2 separate regions of the Solanum lycopersicum genome follow, and region 2 is linked to region 1. A link is a contact called in public HiChIP or PLAC-seq data. All regions are on one chromosome and are shown on one strand. Each heading gives the region's core, a stretch centred on a gene start, on an enhancer-like site or on the middle of the called end of the contact. The rest is flanking DNA. Distances are from core to core; before and after follow the strand shown.

Region 1 (2,700 bases), core at 186-2,685:
TATGGAATTTCGAAATTAGGAGTGAGTCACTTTTCAATTGTGGGAAATGGAACACTATAATTTGTGGAATGGATCGAATTGTGTACATTTAGGTGCTTACAATATTTATTTTGCCAAACCGAATATAGGCCTGTAGAAGGTTGAGTGTTACTACATTGTAGACTTGACATGCCTAGTCAAGGACATGGCACGGGGATTTATTAAGGATGTCCAAAGGACAAGTTGGATTATTGTCTCAATGTTTCTTCCCGGAAGGAATTGTTTATACAGAAAGTTTGATCTCTCCAAAATCACTTATTTAAGATTTTCTTATATATGACCAAAACACATTTCTTTTTCTCTTTATTTACGAAATCTTGTAAGAGCCTATTTCCGGTAAGTTTATCAATTGCTCGCATTTTTTTGGTTCCGAAATGTATTTATCAAAGTTGTCAGAGAAGTGATTGAAGCCGTGACTTTACTTTATTTTACCTATTACTGATTGTCTAATGCTACTAGTAATACACTGTTTATTCCAAGAAGATTTATGTATTGGATTTCAAATTAAATTATAAGTTACGTGATCAGTTAATGCTTATGACTTCTCACCAATGCCAATAATTTGTGTCCTTTGAATGAAGAGTTAGGACTCAAAGCTGGTAGATCAATTTATGATTCAAAATATTTAACCATTAAGGTTTTTGGCACTAAATTCATATTGTACTTTGAAAATTGTACGTGCAACTCAACTATTCTACATAGTAATTGCTATCCGTATCAAACAACTTCGCAAACACCACAAGGAATAGAACAAAATGGAGTCAAGAAAATGGTAATTTTGATGAATAATAAATATTGACATTCTATATATACACTTGTTTAGTACCATGTATCTACTATAAAAATTGTTACAGTTAGCTTAACAAACTAACAATTCTAGATTTCGTCGTTCTTGAAGGTATGAAGCAGATGAACATTGATTGGAAGGTACAGAAACAAGCAAAGCATTCTGAAGATCAGCGGCTACACCTCTTTTGACGAGTGATATGATATAGTTCATGAACAGTGCATCACATGGTAATGTAATAGGACCATAACTTGGAAGTCCAAACTCTTCTTCAGACATGTGCAACAGTTGTCTGATTACGTCATGTTGAAGATAAGCCAATGGAACCACAAATCGCTTTTGATCGGTTGTATACACCACAAAGTGGCCTCTGTCAACTATGGAAGATGATGTGCTACAACTCTCAGCATCATAGTAATTGGATCTTGGAAAAGAAATTCTCTTCCTCTGCTTAGCTGCAAACTTTTGCCATTTCCTTGCCATCTTGATGAGTTTCTTGGCGCTTATCATACTGATTTCTTTGAAATATCGGAAAAGAAAAGTTGATTATCTTTTAAAAGATTTGATTTAGAGTTATCTGCTTGATGATCAAACCAGCTTTTGGAAACACATTATATATAGTTGAGACTTTGAATTATAGCTAAAGCTGCCAACCTGGAATAAGTATGCTAGACAGAATCATGTGATGCTGTTTAATATGGGACCTAAGGACTTGTGAACATGGCTGGTTGTGCATTTATTCACTCCTCTATCACCATAAAACCAAGTGGTCCTGGACTAATTAATCAACTTTAATAACAACAGAGAAGGTTAACCATGTGAGATTTCATGTGCTATTTTCTTTCCAGTTACCACCAATTTCTCTCAACCACTAAACATTTGGATATGAAACTTGTCATAAATTTATATATAATCAGAGCCAAACATTTCAGCACAACACAAGTATCCTGACATTCAAAGAACTTTCATTTTATATATCCGTGATCCTCCAAGTTTGTTTTCTTTCTTTTCCTTCATCAATTAGTATTAGAAAATACTCCTTGAGACAATGGGTATCAAAGTGACTCCATTTGTTCAAGCTAATCGGTTCTTAAGGAGGTCTAATGGAGGTGTTCCAAAAGGATGTTGTGCAGTATACGTAGGAGAGAGCCAGAAGAAGAGATTCGTCGTGCAAGTGTCTTACTTGAGCCAGCCTTTATTTCAAGACCTGTTAGCTCAGGCTGAAGAAGAGTTTGGCTTTGATCATTCGATGGGTGTTCTTACAATACCTTGCAAAGAGGATGTGTTAGTTGATGTTACTTCCCGCTTAAGAAGATCATGAGTAGTATCATAGTGCAAATTCTTCAACGAATGAGATTTTGTAAAGCATTAGGATTAGAAATTAGAAAGAGGAGATTGTAGAAACAGCAATTTTATTGTATAGTTGTGAACCACCAGAACTTTGGAGGGATAAACCCGTGTAAATTTAAGTTACATACTTCACAAAGATTATGGGTTAACAGATTATCTATTATATTTCTGAATCTACACCTTTATATTGCTCTAAACGTTGCCCTTTTATCATGTCTTTGCATTTTCAAACAGCAAAACTTTCAGTTTTACATCTTTAATCTAATCTATAGACTATTCTTCGTTCATTCATTCCGTCAAGAAAATAAATGATAACTTTGGACTCTTAAAGAATCATGCAACGCTTTCATTCTGTATTTGATCATACCAAAGAATGACAATCATCATAGTGCTCCTTGACCCCTTCCATTTAGCAGATTTTCTTATCTTAGCGTGGCCAGTTGAATATGCATCATGCTGAGTAGTATAATACATAAAAACAGTAAATGCATTCTATGTTGGAACCTTTTTTCTTTACTTTTTTC
Region 2 (2,700 bases), core at 179-2,678, 290 kb after region 1:
CAAAATACCCTTGTCATTCACCTTTGGGTTCAAAATAGACCATTTATTTAACGGTTTCAAATTTAAACTATTTAAATATTGGTGCTCAACTATTGGATAAAATTTTATTTATTAATATAATTATAAATCAACTCACTACCCACCTATTACTAATTAAGTTCCACCCAATTAATATATCATTTCTAATATCAAAATCGTCTTAAACACTACTAAAGCACAAAGAAATTACTGATTCGTGAAAATGACATTCAAAATTATTTGAGTCTGAATTGAAACCCCAATTAAATTTAGATTGAGCCGTTTATTTAGGAGGACACTTCCAATAGGATTCTTTTTCAAGTTTGAATTTGAAATTTATAATTAAAGGTAAAGAAGTAGCACCTCTCGAATTAATTCATGCACTTTTTTAAATATAATTTTATAGATATTTATTCTTTATTTTAAATATTAAAATTTTAATATATTATTTTTTTAAAAAAAAATTATCTATTAAGTAACATCACATAATTGGGATGAATGAATAATTAAGATGAACATAGTCAGACTTTTAAGTTTGTCGGTAATTTTTGTTTAGACACTTGAATTATAATATGTTTTTGACTGAGGACTTGAATGTATGATAATGTACTTTTATAGGTATTTTCGTCTTAAATTTTTAGAAACATTCATTGGTAGTAGTTTTTCTGTTGTGCATGAGTAATGGGGCGGGTTTTTTTGAACTCATAGGTGGATGAGAAGGGTATTTTGGAGTCAATAGCTGGATGAGGAAGATATTTTGAAGTCAATAGGTGGTTGGGGTAATTTTGTACTATTTCTGATACTTTAAGGTATTTTAGGCCCTATTTCTTTATTGTTTCTAATAAAAATCCATAGTGTGTACAACCGATTTCTAGTTACACGTGTATCTTGTATTAATAAGTATATTTTCATTTGTATTATTAAATAATGTTTTTATATATGATATGAACTCGAATATGTATGGTTTTTTTTGGTAATTGTTCTAAACTTGTCTGCATATTTTTTTCACGTTACGAGTTTCACAAGTTTTCATAAGTAGTACACTTAACCTTTTTTAATTGAAAAACTTCTTTTAATTTTTTATTATATTTTTCGTTTTCAGACTATCTAACTACACAAATATATGTCATATATAATAATTCAATTTATAATCACAGATTAATTATAACCAAATTCAAATTAAATTTATATATTTGATACTAGATTCATGCATATATATATATATATATGATACTCGATTCATGCATATATCAATTCAAATCAACATGCTTTGAATTAAATAAAATATGAAAAATATTTTATTTTGTTACCAAATCCAAAGACACATGAAATTTATAGATATTTGTGTGCGTGCCAATTTGTCTGTCTGCCCATACATACAAGATATTTTTGAAAAATCTAAAAAAAGGTATGATACTTTTGCTCGTATCAAATTATAATTATTTCTCTTTTTAAAATAACAAACCTTTTTCATTTAATTAATAAAAAATATAAAAATATATGGATAGGATGCCAAACACCGATGCTTTTGCTCCTATGAAACACAAAAAAACAAAATGATTAGAAATGCTAATTGGATGGCTATATGTATCCTTCTAACTAACATTTATTTTCTCTCTCTTTCCTGTACACAAATGGCCAGTTTATAGTTCAATTTCTTTGAATTTTGCCAAGAGCAGAGGTGAGTTCACTTTCAAGTATATTTAATTCTGGTTTTATCTAAGTACAAATTCAGTCTATGATTTTGGTATTTACAGAAGTGGCAGAAATTGTTGAGTAATTCTTTATAAGTTTAATCTGTTTTGAATCATTGAGCCAAATCATGATTTTGGTCCTGATGTAACTAGTAGCGGAGCTTAGATTTTTACTAAAAGGGTGAAAAGATAAAGAACTGCACTTGTTATGGAGTAGAAATTGTTTCTCGTATTTGGTTCGATAAAATTTTTGAAAAATATTTTTGTAGTTGCTCAAAAATGACTTGCTTAATAAAGACTTTGAACTTTTTTGTATTACCATCCACAAAAACTACCATATTGAATCCATAATTTAGAGACAATGAGGATAGGCACTTCTTTGGACACTGTAGCAAAATTGACTGGACATTATCCTCGCATTTCTAAATTATGGAAGATTTTATTACGAGATAATTTTCAATTTTCTCATGTTTGATTGGCCAAATGTTGTGGAGAACATATTCTCTAGGAAAACAAGTTCCTTGAAAAATAGCAAGTGTATCTCAATTACACTATTGGAAATGGTACCATTACTTGCCCGTTTGACCCTTTCAGTTTAATCTCAAGTAATAGTAAGTGTTGTCTGAATTTTGACCATTTGGTATTGCTGGTATCTTGCAGGTGAGTGGAATGGACCTAAATATACCTGCTCTAGAAGCACTTGACTGTCTCGACAAAGAAGTTGGACATAAATTGCCTGACTTAAACTTGGAGCTTCCATCTTTGACGGATAAGTTGGAACCAACTTCTTCCACAACTCATAGTTTGGATTTGAGATTGTTCCTTGGCCATAATGAGCAGCCAAGTCCTTTGAAAGCTGATTTTTCCCTTGCGACCCTGCTCGAAGACAAGCCTGGTAGCAGATGGGTCAAGCGCCTGAAATTGAGTGCTTCATCTAATGTGAAAGCAAACAAGTCCCATCGCAAAAATTCTAAAGTTACCATAACAG

What was found. HiChIP or PLAC-seq counts read pairs in DNA pulled down with a chosen protein or histone mark.
Region 2: an RNA polymerase II HiChIP or PLAC-seq map of leaf shows a contact between it and region 1, with 5 times the contacts expected there. The contact joins the promoter of LOC101263256 here to the promoter of LOC101264565 in region 1.

The regions. Positions count from the first base shown.
Region 1 is chr10:51,487,761-51,490,460 of SLM_r2.1, forward strand. It overlaps LOC101264565 (auxin-responsive protein SAUR68), which reads right to left and starts at 1,436. Exons shown (of 1, transcript XM_004248662.5): 1 at 796-1,436. The coding sequence starts at 1,336. The coding sequence ends at 899.
Region 2 is chr10:51,782,683-51,785,382 of SLM_r2.1, forward strand. LOC101263256 (F-box protein At2g16365) reads left to right here and starts at 1,429. Exons shown (of 3, transcript XR_743510.4): 1 at 1,429-1,699; 2 at 2,373-2,700.